Linked DNA regions of Mus musculus: all the other regions are linked to region 1. Evidence: chromatin contacts called from public Hi-C data. All regions are on one chromosome and are shown on one strand. The core of a region is the stretch at or near the end of the contact, and the rest is flanking DNA. Distances in the headings are between cores, read along the strand shown.

Region 1 (5,140 bases), core at 737-3,236:
TTTGGTCAGCTTGTCACTTTGCTCCATCAGCCCAGAGCAGGAAAAGTCAGTGCCCAGCCTCTGCCCATCCCTAGGGAAACCTCCCTCAGGTTTCCCTGGCTTGAAGGCAGAACTATGGTGGAGAAAAGAGAGGGAGTCCTAGGAGGTGCGAGGGAAGGCGAGCTGGCCTGAGGGCTGGGTGACCTCAGAGAGAATATAGCAGCGGCTCAGGCAGGGCACTTGGCCCATCAGTTTTACAAAGGCTGTATTCAGGTGGGCCCTCACACCAATGAATGTAGACAGAAAGCCCTTCAATCCTGCCTCAGCCCTCCCAAGAATCTAGCCCAGCATCCCTCAGACTCCCTTGAAAACTTCAGCCTCACCCTGCCTTCTCAGACCTGGAACCAGGATATATCACCCTGATGCCAGACCCCACAGGCTACAGTAGAAAAATCCAGCTTCCTCAAGGCAGGGTCCTCTTCCTCCCACTCTCTGGACACCCCTGATTCCAGCCCACAGCAGTGGGTCCTGCCTTCTCTGTCTCCCCGGGGTTCCTTGTCTCCTTTTCTAACTAGTCTGTGTCTCTTGAGTTCAGTCCTTGTGAAGAGGGGTCACTATGTCTCGTTCTCAACATCTTTCTCCCAGGCTGGTTCTTCTTTTCCATCCTGGTTGCTGCATTAGGGAACATATGCATATATGCTTGTGTGTGCCCGAGTGGATGGATGGATGGATGGATGGATGGATGGATGGATGGATGGATGAGTGATCAGAGAAGATTGCCCCCTGTCTCTCTTGCCCACCTCTCTTGCAGCAGCACTAGGCGTCGTCACCCCCATGCTCACATACCCAGGCCTCCCACCCCCACCCTGCACTCAGCTGGGCAGCAGGCACTCCTGCCCATCCTGCCCAACAGCCCTGGGCTCCCATTTTCTCCCTTATAAAGTCAGGCTACGGCAGACAAGCAGGAATGCTGCCTCTGCCCATGACGCAAGCCAGCTGTGGGAGCCCGCCCGACTGCCCTAGGCTATGAGGGGTAGCACAGAGCTCATAGGGTTCACTGCCAGGGAACAGGGTGCTGTGGGTGGGACTGGGGTAGGGTTTAGACAGTGGCTGAGCTGAGACCTGAAGCTTACCTTTCTGAGACCAAGTCAGAGAGCTTCTTCCCTTATAGCCCCTATATGGCCTGGGCTATAGAGAACTTTGATATTGTGGAACGCGCTCCCCAGGGGTAGGGCACCAGGACAGGGGTGGCCAGAGGCCTGGCTCTCTAGTACATCCTAGGGCAGGGAGTTGTACTTCCAGTTAGATTGGTGCAGGGGAAGCCAAAGAGAAAGCTGCGGGGAGGGGGGATGCAAGGGAGAATTAGTGGCTAGATGTGGGGCAGTGGGCAGAGCTGGGTGTCAGAGCTGTGGTGTTGAGAAGTAGGACAGATAGAAAGAAAGACAGTTGGCTTGCACAGAGTTCAGAGGACTTCGAGGAACTAGGTCTGCAGCAGGCCCCCAGGACTAGAGAAAGCCTCAAAACTGGAAACCTCACTCCCAGCCCAGCAGAAAGAGGCTAATGCGTATAGAATCCTACCAAGAAGATGCAGGCTACACGGCTATATGTAAGACCCTACCTCAACATAACTAAATGGGGAACTAGAGACTGCAGCCTAATGCAGGGACTGGAGCCCCACTGACACACTCCCCAAGAGTGTCACCCCAGAGATCCAGGAGGTACCAGCACACTCCAGAGCCTGCAGAGGGATGGCTAGCTAGATTGACCAAAGCTTCGCTTGACCATCTGTGAAAGAGACCAGCCCAGCAGGACACTGGCTCTTTCTCTCTCCTAACCCCGGGTCTCAGGAAAAGCATGGAGTCACCCCACCCTGGGGTCCAGACAGCAGCTCCCTGTTCATAAGAGGAAGGGTGGGAAGCCACGAGGACTTCCCCACCTTCAGCAGAACTCTGGCCCGGGAGGGGCAGGAGCCCTCCAGGAACACATGGCCTCTTTGAGGGAGCCAGGCCTAGCCAAGTAACGCAGGCAGGCAAGGGAGGCAGGAGGGGCTGGGCACAATCGCGCCTCTGTCCTAGCAGATCTGGGCCCTCACGCGTATACACAAACACATAGCTTTACACAAACCCCAAAGAACCCCCCGAGCAGCCACCCACACACTCAAGCACACACATCTGCGTAGCCCTGGACACTCACCTGTGACCTTCCTCCACCAAAAAAAAAAAAAAAAGCCCACACAGGCAGCAAGCAAGCAAGCAGCCTTTCCACAGCTCCAGCCATCTCCCAGAGCCTGGGGCCCCTCCCACACAGAGGGCTTGGCCTATACACACTACCACCACAACCCCCCCCTTCACAGCCTACACCACTAACCCTCTGCCTGTAAGTTGTCTAGAACTAGTAAGGGGCATGGGAACAGAAACCTCCATTGCTAGCCGACCTTCCACCGATCCTTCTCCCTGAGATCATTTATTCCTCTTCCTCTGTGATGCTTTATGCCGCCCTCACCTCCTCCAGGATGTCCTCCGGGATTGACTTCTGGCTTGTTATTTCTTCATCCTGCACCCTCTTTATATTTGAAGGTCCTCTCCAACTGCCCCCTACCTAATGACAGCAATTCTGAATGCATCCTGTCAGAAGGGTGAGTGGAGCACAAGTATGGAGGTGAGGTGGGGGTACTGTCAGAGTTTCCAAAGCCCCAGCCAGCTTGGCTTCAGAGGCCTCTGTTCTGACAAGGGGGCTGCCTGGCCTGCACACTCCAACAACACAAGGCAGCCAGTGTGAGTGCCTCTCCACACAGGAAACAGCAGGGCCCAGTCCCTCAAAGGGCTCATTCAGACCCCAGCTCTCTGGAAAGTACCTCTGCTTCCTGCCACCCTCCCACTTAGTCAAACAGGCTGCTGCTCTCTCCTGTGGGAAGGGAGCAAGAGGCAGGTGGTTCAGTGGTTAGGGCCAGCCGTGCACCTTAGTGCCTGACCCAGAGCCCTGCCTAACACTTAGCATACCTTCTGGGCAAGGGGGTGTGGGTGGGATCACTCCCACTAAAGGGACTGTGCCCTCTTCCTTGTGGGTGGTGAGCAGCCCAGCCCCGGGTTGAAATGTTTACCTCTTTGCGGGATATAAATATTCTCAGAGTGGGCAGTATCACCTGGCCCACAAAATCCCTGTTCGGCTCTTGCCAGCTGCTCCAAGCCACTCCAGCCCACCAGGGTGGTGGCTCCATCCTGTGGGGGTCGTGTGCCCCACCCTCTGTTCCGTGGCTGCCCGTGGTTTGGCCTCCTGCATTTTGCTCAAGCAGACACGGCACCCCCTACAAGCTCCTACTGCTTGCTGAGCAGTGTCCCGGTCTGAGGTTCCACGACACAAGATGTGCTGGGCCCACAGAGCCCTGGGCAAGTGGCTTTGTGCTCATGACATCCTTTTAACTCAGGAGTCACTAGGGAGGATTTCAGCTCAGCCCTGAGAACAGCATTATCTTTCTTGGCCATCTCTCCTGGGACAGAAAAGGTGCAGACCCCTGCAGTGGCTGATGCTGCTCTGTCATGTCAGCTGGCTTGGGCTGGCCGGGGCCCAGCACTAGTGTGACTGATGCCAGAACATCTTTGTCAGAGCCATCAGCCTGACTGTCCTCTGCAATTTCAAAGAGGCCTGACTGGGATGAGTCTCCTTTTCTCCTGCCATCTTTCCCCAACACTGGATATCTGCATGCAGTCGAGGTTCTAACCACCACAAGAATGGGTCAGAAATGGTGGAGAAACTGCTGGAGACTGAAGAAAGCTAATATTAGGGAACTGCCTGAAGGAGGAGGTTCCCACTGTGGTCCAAAGTGGCCTGCACAGTGCTCACCAACCCTGGGTAGACCGTATCTGTCCTGATGCCTGAGGAGACCCTCGCAGGCCTGTAGTGCGTCCCCAGCCTTGTATTTGGAGACATCCCTGGCTTGGGTTAGGGAAGGGGATCTCTGCTGCTGTCTTCCCTGGCTCCTTAGGCATGTTTGGAAACAGAGAGGCCGGATGTGAGTACTCACCAGGGACCCGTGGTGGTGCTGAGGCAGGAAGCAATTGCGGAGTGGTGGAGCACAGTTTGGCCGGCTTTGAGTCTGACACCGCACGTGCTTCCCATCGGCCTGGGAGCCTTTGCTCCTTGGCAGGCTCTGAGCAATAAACGGCCCCACCCCACCCCGTCCCTACAGGCACTAAGAAAATAGAGAAGAAATGACCTGCCTGCATACCACCACCATCAGGCTCCACAGCAAAACACAGAGATAAAGTGCGGTCGTGGCAAGGAGCCCACCCTAGGAGAAGACTGTGGTCAGGGATCAGCCTTCATTGTGAGAGTCCCCCCCACCAGATGATCATGACAAGATAGGGAGAGACCAGATCCAGGATGGACATTCGCTGGGGCCCAAAGGTGGCGGGAACCTGTGGCTTCAGGAACCCAAGCAAACTTGAATAGTGGGAATCTTAACGAGCCCCTAGGCTGTGCCACATAGAGCCATGGGGCATGTCAACATAGAAGCCCTTCCCTCCCCTGTAGCCCATCTGTCTGTCTCTACGGTCCCTAACCTCCTCCTGGCCGGAGCCTGACCTTGACCACAGCTCCCTCTCTCACCAGCCTCCTTCTTCGGGGAGAACCACCTGGAGGTGCCCGTGCCCTCAGCTCTGACCAGAGTAGACCTGCTGCTCCAGTTCTCCACATCCCAGCCCGAAGCCCTGCTCCTCTTGGCAGCAGGCCAAGATGACCATCTCTTGCTCCAGCTCCACTCAGGATGCCTCCAGGTGAGTGGCACACCCGGGAACAGGGCTAGAGATCCCTTCTGCAGGTTGGGAGGCCTCGCCTTTGGCTGTGCAACCTCATGCAAGTCACCTCTGCCCTTGGGTCTTGGTTTGTCTGCCATGGGTGGCTAGCAACTTCCCAGAGTGAGCTCCTGGTGCAGTGGCTCTGCCTACGAGCTGTCTCGGGTCTCACTTCTCTTCGTCGCCCCTAGTTGACCATCTGGACTGAGCTTTCTCTGTCCACCTCCTCGTAGTATCTGACTAACAGGCTTTCCTCACTACTACCCTGGCTTTTCTCTTTTGCCTGCCTTTCTTTCTCTTCCCCATGCCTGACCAGTCCCCTCTCCTTGACATCTATGTGTGAGGAGTATCCCTGCTCCCAGGTAGTATCC
Region 2 (5,140 bases), core at 1,711-4,210, 250 kb before region 1:
TTGGCTCTCTCCAGTCTACCTGAGGCATTTTTAGTGCACGTTCAGCTCTGCTCATTCCTGCAGCTAAGGACTCTATGTCCCCTCCAGGTTGTCCTTGCCAGGAGGTCCTAAGGCCTCATGGTGTCTTTCCCATGTCCAGAGGGTTGCCTAGGTATTCAGGGTAATCCACAAGGTCTATCCAGGAGCCAAGCAGGCAGCTCACCAGGATGTTCAGAATAAACGCATGAATGAATGGGCTGCTACGCCATCATCTGTAAAACCATTGTGGTTCCTTCAGCTGCGGGTACTAAGAGCAGCTAAGGGAGGTTTTTGGAAGGAGAGGGCCTTTAAAGAAGGGATGCTAGACCAATCAAGAGAGGATTCAGGCATATGGGGAAGAAGTGGTAGGAACAGAAGACACTGGAATGTCACACACAGAAAAGCCAGACCAAGATTCTAGCCTACAGGGCCAGCTTTCTACTTTCACGGGCACCGAACAGTATCTCAGCTAGGCTATCAGAGCACAGGTTCTGCTCAACTTTTTTGCTAAGCAACAGCTCATTCTGGGAGGAAGAGGGCATTGGTCCTCTAGAATTTTGGGTTCAAAAATAAAAAAAACCAAACAAACAATTATCTAGTGTAAGGAATGAATGTTTAGAGACAGATGGAAAAGAAAGATGACACCCGAGGATCAAAGAGGATCGTGACAGATAGACAGCTCTCTACATTCTTCTCAGTCTTGCAGGATCCCTCCACTCACAAAGCATCAAAACTCAGCGTGAGGCACACACCCATCTGGTAAAAGCTGCTTCCTAACCCTCACTTGCTCCAGGTCTAGGGAGCATCAGGGTCTTGATGGAGCCCTACCCAAGGCCATCTCATACACACTTCAGCTAGGGATGGGGAAGGGGTACAGAGCCAAGAGCTGTACCAGGTGTGGGGGTCCTGCCCTTCTTTGACTGAGGCAATTGGGTGTTGCCCTCGGGCCTTCTGAGACCACGTGCCTTTTCCCTGGCACCTTCAGTGTGGCTCTGATGCTCTCTTTGCTTCTCCTTTCTATCACCCCCCACCCCTGTCTCGCCTCCCAGCAAACCAGGTGCCAACATCCTTCCAGTGGCTGAGGACTCTGCACCCCTCTTGGCCCACACAAGGACAAAAGGCCAGGAGCAGTGGAACATCCCCCGCCCCTCACTAGTAGTCTGTGAGGTCAGGGAAACCCCAGGCTCTCTGCCGGCTTGGTGCCCTCGAACTCCCCTGGCACCGATGCCTGTGCTAAAGTCGTTGGCATAATGGCCATCAGGGCTGAGCCCAGAGCCCGGAACCAGGAGAGCTGGGCGCCCTCTGGCTGTCCAAGCCCAGCCAAAGACTGAGGAAAGGCTGGGCTGGCAGAAAGGGGCTGGCCCAGATGGTCTTGCCCCCACCGCAGGCCTCTTGCACTCCCACCCACCAGGGCATAGCTGTTCCCATCTTCCATGTGCCCCAGTCGCCACACCACCCACCACAGGGCATTTGAGAACAAAGGGGAGGTGCCGCCACAACAAGAGCTGGTCAGGGGCTGGTCAGGGACCCCAGCAATAAGAGACCCAGGGGACTGCCTACCTGCCTGGCCCCTCCCCTTCTCAAAGTGGGACCCGCCCAGAAAGAAACATCTGGGTGTCTTAGAGGGCAGGAAGCCCAAAACCCACCCGAATAGGGTGCGTTTGGGGGGACACACACAGGAGGCTCCTTCCTCACCTCCCCCCTTCTCAGCAGGCTCCCACTTCCCACCCATTTCCCTAGGAATGAAAAGTGGGGCAGGAGGAGGTGAGAAGCCCGGCTGAACGAAGACAAAGGGGAGCCCCGAAGGTTCCTGGGTCTTCCTCAACTGGACTCCCCCCTCCCTTTTCTTCCGCCCTCCACCTCCCTTTCATCCAGGCGGAGCGAGAAAGGAGCCAGAAAGAGGCTGACAAGGTTCCTGTGGAGAGAGGGGCAATCCTAGAGCCTGGGGAGAAACTGTTTGCTAGCTGTGTCCTCAAGCTTAAGGGTATTAGCCAGGGCTGGGGAGTGGTCTCTGGTCCACCGAAAGGGACTCACCCAGAGCTGAGAGAACATATCCTCTTGGGTGACCACTGCCCAGAATGGGAGGATGATTTAGGGGGCACCAGGGCAGGAATGGAAAGGAATGGTAGGGATCTCTCCTTGACCACGGGTCCCAGCTTGCCAACCAGGGATCTGTTAGGACCAGCGGAACGGAAATGGGAAAATCATTTGAAACTTGAGGGTCAGGCCTGCGACCCCAAAGGGGGTCTGGGCGGTACAAGGTGCCCTACATAGCCCCATGAGGGTGAAGCCTGGGCCGACAGCAGCTTCCAGCTCCCAGCTCGCCGCAGGGCTGCCGACTCGGGCTCGGCCAAGACGGAGGGGCTCACCTGCATCTCGGGCGCGCTGTCCGTCCGCTCGGCTTGGTCACCAATCGCATGTCTCTCTTGCCGGCGCGGCCCCAGCCCCAGCCCAGCCCCCCTCCTCGGTCTCCTCCTACAACACCTCCGCCCGGTCCGCGCGCCCTCGCAGGGCTGGCTGTCCGTCTGTCTGTCCCACGCGGGCGGGAGCCCAGTCGACTCTAGGGCAGGAGCTCGGGAGTCGGGGGCGGAGGCCGAGGCCCTGGCCGTAGCGGGCTGAGGAGCCGGGGCTCTCAGGACGAGTGTTGCGGGCTCCCGGAGCCTGGCTCTGTCCCTTGGGCCGGCCGGGAGCGGCCGCCACCGCCTCTACCGCTGGGGCCGGGGTCGAGGCCGGGCGTTCTCTGCAGCGGGGCCGGGGCCAGGGCTGGGACCGGTGGGCAGCTGCCGCGCATGCTGCTCTGAGCCCCGCGTCGGGAGAGGGGCCCGAGCGGCGCGGGTGGGGACTCCGCGCGCTCCGGGACCGGGACGGGTCCAGGTCCGGCCGCCTCCTGAGCTGCCGCCCGCTCCGGCTCCCGCGCCGGCTCCCGCTCGGGCTCCGCGCTCTGCCGCGGCGTGGGGAGGGAGCGAGAGGAGCGAGCAGCGAGCCAGGGAGGGAGGAGGGACAGAGGGAGGGAGGGAGGGAGCTAGTGAGCGAGCTCTGGAGCCGGGCGGGGGAGGAGAGAGAAGGCGCGGCCGCAAAACCTGGGTGGGGGTCCTTCTTTCAGAGAACCGGACGAAGATGGAGGAGCGCCCCAGCAGCTGCCCAGCGCCCAGGGCGCAGCGAGAGTGGCAGCGGGGCGCAGACGAAGAACGCTCCCGGGCCGGCGCCCCCGCGCTCCCGCCCTGCACCACGCAGCGCCCCTCTGGGTCCCAGGCTCCAGCAAGTCTTAAGCCAGCCCAGCCCGCGGTCTTCCCAGAGTGCGTGCACCCATTCGCGTTTGATTGTCTCTGGCCACATGCGTGTGCATGTGAGCGCGTGTGTTCACACGTGTTAACTGGGGTCACTGCACACTGCCGTGTGGACCGACACACGCACGTGGACAGACAGCCCCCACACCCCCCAACCTGATCACGGTTGTTTAGAGGACAGCTTGAGGAGGGTCAGGTCTTGACCCCTCCTCTCGAAATGTCCAGGACACCCCCCACCACACACACACACACACACACACACATACACCACACCACACCACACCACCACCACCATTGCTTCCTAGGGATCTTAGGGTGAGGCCGGCCGCCGGGAAGCACAGGAAGGGGATGTGGAAGCCGAGCTGGCTAAGTGGGTCTACCGGGAGGCCAGGTCTAGAATCTGCTTTAGCATCCCAGTCCCCTCCCCGTCGGGTTTCCTGTCCAGCAGAGGGCAGCAGGCCTATCTGCCAGGCTCCGGACGGTGGCACTCTACCAAGTGACCAGCAGAGGGCAGTATAGATCCTCGGTCTGGGCTTAGCTATTTACCATCTAACTCCCTAAAATAAATACTGAGTTTGGTGGGTACCACATCTTCAGATGGCTCCACAGAACAAGACCTTTACATAGAGACCCAAACTCTTCTTGGGCCACAGATCAGAGACTAGCCTGGCAGGGTGGCCTGGCAAGGGCTGCGGTGTAGGCAGGCAACCCGTTGGGACCTCATCTATCTACTGCACCTCTTTCCATCTGCTTGAAGCCAGATGCCCCTTAAAACCATGCCAGATTGATTAGAATAACCATCAATGAAGACACCACAAGGCAGAGTTCCCTTCTCCCCATTAGCACCTCAGCACTCCCGATAGTTTGTAGGCAGGCAAAGAAGGAAGCTGAGCAGGGCAGGAAGAGACCAGCGCAAGGCCTGTCTTTCTGGGGTGGGCAAGGATCCCGTTCCCAGTACCTCGTTCTCCTTCCAAGGAACCAGACTGACATTTCGGAGATACCTGGCTGGCTTGGAGAGGCCAGCTTCAAGTTCCCACCCCCAGCACTGTCTTGATTTCCACAGACCAGCCTTACACACATAGTCCAAAGAGTTGCACAAACCTGTTCCAGCGAAACCGATCTTGGATACCTCTCAGCCTCACTGGCACACCACTGCTTGGGACATTCCTGCCTTCTGTCTATGTCCATATCTCAGGCCTACCTAGAGCCCTTTCCCTGCAGGTGTCAGTGATGCTCCTTGCATCTTACATTCTTCTTCCAACAACCTCAGGAAGAGGCACTACTACTCCCCTGAAAATAAAGAGCAGGAACCCCAGGCTCGGAAAGGTTACGTGACTTGGCCACGGTCACACAGCTTGTAAACCGTGGAAAGGGAATTTGAATGGCTTTCCAGGGCTGAGTAAACCAGTGGGAGGCAGGCTTGGCAGAGGGACTTACTGGTAGGAGGGGAGGTGGGGCGGCCACACGAGTCTCCTCCCTTCCAGAGCCTAGCGCAGGCGGCTCTTGGGTCCCCCGATTCCGTGATCCTTGCACCCCCTTCCCAGTCTCCCCAGCTCCCCCACCCCGGCTGTTTGTGAGTTACTGGTGAGCTCCCGCCCTCCCTCGCCGCCTCCTCCCACAGCCCGACAGGAATAGACGCTCCCTAGCTCCTGCGTAAAGGCTCTGCCAGACCCGATGCGGGGCGGGGGCGGGGGCGGGGGCGGGGGCTATTCCTGGTGCGGCGACTGACGCAGGCAAGGCGCGGCCACCGCAGATCTCCGCCCCCGACTCACCTGCTCCCTGCCTCAGTGATCTGGTCGGGGAAATGGGGGAGAGTCCATCGCCCCCACCCTCAG
Region 3 (5,140 bases), core at 1,921-4,420, 150 kb before region 1:
CTCATCCTCCTCTTTATCTGTGATCTGAGTGGGGGTGCACCTGAGAGGCAGACCTACCCCCACACCACTGAGGTAAAGAGTGGTCAGGTACAGAAGCACTCCTGTGGGGGAGGGGGAACCCTCCCTGGAAAATAACAGGCCCCTGCCCCGCACGAGCTCAGGTGGGAGCTGGCTGTACCTGCTGGCAACAGAGCTAACGTGATGGATGGTACCATTCAGGAAGAAATAAATCCCGAGGCTCGTGTGCCAGGTGAGCTGGTGGGTGTATCCATCTTAGAGATGCTTAATGAATGTGCTGGCTGCAGCAGACAACAGCGCATACATCTGCCTCCCACCCCCTAATGTCTCAGGCCCCAGGGTGCACCCCAGGCTTATCCCCTTCTCCAGGTCTTCATAGACTCAGGCATGGCAGGTGCTGAAGGGGCCCAGTGATTGGCTGGTACGGACCAAAGCCCCCATCGCATAGGTGGTAAAACTGAAGCCAGAGGGGGTGCAGATTTACCCAAAGACACCCTGGGAAGCAGACGCCGAAGCCAGGCACCAGCCTCAGCCTCGTGATCCTGCCCTCAGAGCACTCTAAACAAGTGGTTCTCAACCTGTGGGTTGCAACCCCTTTGGGGGTCAAATGACCCTTTCACAGGGGTCACATAAAGCCATTGGAAAGCACGGATAGTTACATGATGATTCATGATAATAACAAAATTACAGTGATGAAGTAGCAATGACATACGTCCATAGTCGGGGTCACCACAACATGAGGGGCTGTATTAAAGGGTGGCAGCATCAGGGAGGTTGAGAACCGCTGCTCTAAACCTTCCCTTGCCCAAACTTCCTGACACTCCAAGAAGAAACCCTGACTGTCCTATCTCCTGGCCCAGGTCTGATCTTCCTCAGCACCAACCCCAGACCCCCATGTTCCCTTGCTCCCTCACCAGGCCAGTACAACCCATGTGTCCTGTTCTATCCATACCTTAACAGCCAAGCATCAGCAGGCACCAGGGCTTGGCATGGCCTGAGACTCACTTCCAGGTTTCCCCACCTGAGCTGATCCCTCTTCTGCCTTGCCCAATGCTCTGTCCTGCTTCAGAAGTAGGGCTCGGTGTCTGGCCTTGCTTGCATGGAATGCTGGCCAGCTCCCAGTCCTCAGAACAGATCCCTCAATCAAATTAAGGTGACAATGACCTGCCATGAGCAGACTGGGGGGGGGGTCTGAAGGAGAGAGTGGAGAAGGCCAAAACCTGAAGATCTACCAAATGTCAATCCAGAACTTCCCCGGCAACCCTCCCAGGGACTCCACGCACTGTCACCATGCCTAAAATGTCACCATTAAAAGGAAACATAGTTTCACTCAGAGTTCAGAGGCATTAAAGTCTCTCAACAAAGTGTGGCTATCCCAGAGAGAAATGTGCCCTCAGTTATTGCCACCACCATACATCAGCAGAGGGAGAAAGTGACACTGCAGTCACTGTCAGACTCCAGGGGCAAGTGTCTAGCCAAAGGCTAAAGCCAGTGAGAGGCAGAGACAGATTTTAGCTCAGGTGCTCCTTCCTCTGGTGTGACTCTAGACAGTGGGTCTGGTGCTGCCCAGAGAAGTGACATGGGCCAGTAGCCACACCTATGGGGGGACTGCAAGACCTTGGGTGGGTTTTTCTGTTCCCCAAGGTGTAAAATCCTCCTGAGTACAGGCTCTGGGAGATCTTCCTAAGGAGGTCATGTTCTTCACACAACATCACCCTCCGAGCAAGCCACACCTCCCACACTTCTTCCATAGGCTGCCAGAATTTCCCAACGAGCAAAGAAACTGTCTTTAGAGTCAGGTGATAACCCAAATTCATGTCCCGAGCCTCTCTGAGACTCAGTTTCCCCCTCTGTTACATGAGAGAGAAATCCACTTTACAGTATCCCTGTGGCAGAGGAGCCGGCGTGAGTCCGTCTGCCTGTGGGTATGACCAACCTACTGAAGTCCTGAAACCCTCAGGAAAACCTGGAAACAGGAAGTGTTCGCCACCAGGGGGAAGATCTGTACGGGGAGCAGGAGCCAGGAAGCACAAGCAGAAGCTAGAGAAGAGCTACTCAGTGCTACTCCAGGAAGCTTCTTGGCTCCCACCCAGCCCACTCCTGGGAAGGAGTCTAAGCCCAGTCTCAGCTACTGGCCCCAACCAGGCTGCTCTGAAGCCTTTGTTGCAATGTGGCTCCGGAGAGCACCCAGAAGCAACAGCCCTGTCCTGTTACACCTCACTGGAACCTGTTCCTGATTCTCTGAGCAATCTCCCACACCTAGCCTCACGCTCCATTTGAGAATCTGGAGAGACTCAGGCTGGGTTGACAGCTGGCCCAGGGTCTCAGCAGCCCAGTAGGGCCTGAAACAGAGGACTCTGACACCTGATCTTATTTCCCCCAAGATACATTTAGGAAGGACCTATGTGGGCCAGGCCTATGGTCCCCTCTTAGGAGCATGCTTCTTTCCCTAGTCCTACAGTGCTGAGTGAACCTCTACTGTTGCCTGAAAAGGCTGCTTCTGAACCGCTCTGAGGACCTGCCATTGACCATCTAATAGCCCAGACTACTGAAAAATGGAGCAGACTCCTGGTCATTTATTAGATTGGCCATCTTGGTAGACAGTCATCTTCTCTTGACTAATGAACTTTGGCTGGCTGGGAGCCTCAGGGCTGTGGAAGCCCACAAGATAGCCAGCTTCAGAATGGATAAGAGTAACATGATTTAGGAATAAGTATTTCTACAGAGTCTCCTCTTGGAGCAGGACCACTATTTCCATGCAGTCTTCCCAACAGCCCAGGTGAGGATGGAAACATGTCCACTCTACAGAGAGAATGAGCCCCATTGGTCCAGGCACATGCCTACATTGGATCTGAACCAATATGCTCGACTTTGATGCTGTGTGTTTTCCTTTGCTGCCCTCCCCATCTTCTCCACTGCTGGGAGACACAACCAGAACTGCCCTGGAGAGAGAGAGGAGTGAAGAGGAGAGAAAGGAGAGAGAGAGAGAGAGAGAGAGAGAGAGAGAGAGAGAGAGAGAGAGAGAGAGAGAGAGAGAGAGAGAGAGAGAGAGAGAGAGCCCAGTGCCCCAGATGCCTTCTGGAATAACCTTGCCGACTCAGTCTGATCCCAGGGTGGGGCTGCCTTCCTCTGGGGCTGCCTCCCTCTCCCTATCTCTCCCACTCACACTAGCAAATGAGTAAGAAGAATAGAATTACAGTTTGGCTACACAAGACACAGAATTAGCAGGATTAAATATAAATAGCTATTAAAAGTGCCTTATAATTAAATTCATTTTCCAGTTATTTGTTTTACACACACACACACCCGCCCACACGTGTGCACGCACACATGAGCTTGCGTCCCCAGCTCTACACAGAGCGGGTGTCGAGGCCCCCGGATGATACCCAGCCTCCTCCCACTGTTACCTCTTCCTTGGAACTCTGAGCTTCCTTTGTCTCTCCCCTCCCTGGCCCTCTTCTGATCCTCCCCCCCCTCCCCTGCAAGCCTTCCCAGAAGAACGAATGCCAGAAATTACTGCTACAGCTAATTCCCATGTGCTGAGCTAGACACTTGACACCCATCACCCCTTTTATTCTGCCCAAAGATGTTTTGTCACTCGATAAATACTTGGTTGAGGGCCAAGTGCTTAATATTATTTAATCCCCACAATGCCGCTCATCCCTCCATTAAGCCAGTACTAGTTGAGCATCTACTACATGCCAAGGTTTGGTAAATGATAGGAATACTTTGGCTTGCAGGATTCCCCTTCTCTTCCCTTAAGAATCCCACTCTATAGAAAGCAGAGAATCAGATATGGGACCATTCAAGAAGTTTGGGGCTGCAGGAAGGTCAAGCCCCAAACCTGGGAAGGGTCACTTCCATTCAAGAGCCAAGTGGAAGGAGGCCAGACAGGTCAGGGAAATCCCAGAAGGTACATGCTGGGGTGGAGTCTTAAGGCCTGTGAGTATCTGGCCTGACCATGTCCCTTCTTGCTCTATGTTTAGGGAAGGGACTAGAGTGGGCATGTCATCAGGGATGCTAGATTGACCTGTCCTAAACTGGATACACTCTCTGCATGATATACTATGTCTCTGAGTGACCCTGGAGAGCCTTCCCTTGTCTAGTTGGCGTTATGGAGTTAGCACTTGAATGGAACTTTGCACGGATACGAAGCTCAAGATCAGTGGCCTCCTTCACCATCACCAGTTAGGACCCCTGCAGGGTAGCATCGAATGTGAGAGGACATGGAGTGCTGTAAAATCACACACAGGGAAAAGAGACAAGGCCCGTGATGGTGGGGACACCCTGTAAGGGCAACAAAAAGCCTTGAAGTTGGATAGGGAGGATTTCGAGTCGCCGGCACCTCGGCTTCTCCATCAGCTTCTTGTGCTCTGATGACTTAGCGTGATCTTCAGACTCTCCCCATGGGCTGCAGGAAGGTCAAGCCCCAAACCTGGGAAGGGTCACTTCCAATGTATTATTATTTGAATACAGCCATTCCATCTAACCTGCCACACAGCATCCTAGGCCCTGGCAGAGGTGAGGGAAGAAAATCACCTTCCTAGGGGTTGGGGGAATATAGTCAGATGGCAATGCACACAAGACAATGCCAAGGTAAAGGTCTGGTCTTCAGAAGTAACCATCAAACTACCAGCACACTCTGAGTGTGCAGAGTACCCAGCTCTGTCATGTCATCCAGAGAGGTCAGCTATTCCCTGGCCAGGGTCACAAAGCCTGCAGGGAGGAGATCAGAAGATAGAGCACAGATCTATGTGTCCCTGGGAAATCACTGGCCCTGGCTGTCTCAGCTTCCATCTTTCTCCTGTTACTCCCACAGCAGGCTGCCCACCCTGCTGACTTCCCACCTCTCTGCCATCTCCAGAAGCCCAGTATGAAGACTTTTGTCCTAAAGGAGGTGGCTGAGCTAATAGCAGGAGCCCCAGCCCTTCCTCACTGAGGACATTATTTCATTATCCAAAGGCAAACACAGCCCCATGGTGTCCAGCAAAGCGACTCAGGAGGCTGGCAAAAGCAACGCAAATAGATGGGCAGCAAGAGGCCTTCTCTGGCCCAGCCTTCCCACAGGGCACTGGGACCCTGCTCCATCTTTCTGACAAATGCTGAAGGAGAAAAAGGAGCG

What was found. A called contact is a pair of places that touch in the nucleus more often than the background predicts.
Region 2: a Hi-C map of neural progenitor cells shows a contact between it and region 1, with 3 times the contacts expected there. The contact joins the promoter of Lingo1 here to the enhancer-like site in region 1. A contact is called at or near these places in 2 of 39 promoter capture datasets (both in embryonic stem cells), 2 of 15 datasets of contacts at CTCF or cohesin (both in embryonic stem cells), 41 of 484 Hi-C or Micro-C datasets (B cells, the HL-1 cell line, the MNK3 cell line and 22 more), 16 of 115 datasets of contacts at active chromatin or transcription factors (T-cell acute lymphoblastic leukemia, VIP interneurons, craniofacial prominence and 10 more) and 1 of 9 other capture datasets (embryonic stem cells).
Region 3: a contact with region 1 is called in a Hi-C map of the N1E-115 cell line, with 2.6 times the contacts expected there. The contact joins two enhancer-like sites. A contact is called at or near these places in 49 of 484 Hi-C or Micro-C datasets (the AML12 cell line, the Ba/F3 cell line, the C2C12 cell line and 28 more), 2 of 115 datasets of contacts at active chromatin or transcription factors (T-cell acute lymphoblastic leukemia and oligodendrocyte precursor cells) and 1 of 9 other capture datasets (embryonic stem cells).

Annotation. Positions count from the first base shown.
Region 1 is chr9:56,878,970-56,884,109 of GRCm38.p6, forward strand. It overlaps Cspg4 (chondroitin sulfate proteoglycan 4), which reads left to right. Exons shown (of 10, transcript NM_139001.2): 2 at 4,588-4,751. Among named protein-coding and RNA genes, the nearest start is that of Cspg4, 16 kb to the left of the region's middle. Within about 2 kb of position 1,987, at least 56 of the 459 cell types and tissues checked have an H3K27ac peak or open chromatin away from gene starts, as enhancers often do. A contact at or near this core is called in the MNK3 cell line, the N1E-115 cell line, T-cell acute lymphoblastic leukemia and 4 more, where this site is marked.
Region 2 is chr9:56,632,688-56,637,827 of GRCm38.p6, forward strand. It overlaps Lingo1 (leucine rich repeat and Ig domain containing 1), which reads right to left and starts at 2,961. Exons shown (of 2, transcript NM_001311076.1): 1 at 2,388-2,961. The coding sequence starts at 2,393.
Region 3 is chr9:56,732,546-56,737,685 of GRCm38.p6, forward strand. It overlaps a transcript of Lingo1 not described here. Among named protein-coding and RNA genes, the nearest start is that of Gm31586, 62 kb to the right of the region's middle. Within about 2 kb of position 3,171, at least 4 of the 459 cell types and tissues checked have an H3K27ac peak or open chromatin away from gene starts, as enhancers often do. A contact at or near this core is called in the N1E-115 cell line, where this site is marked.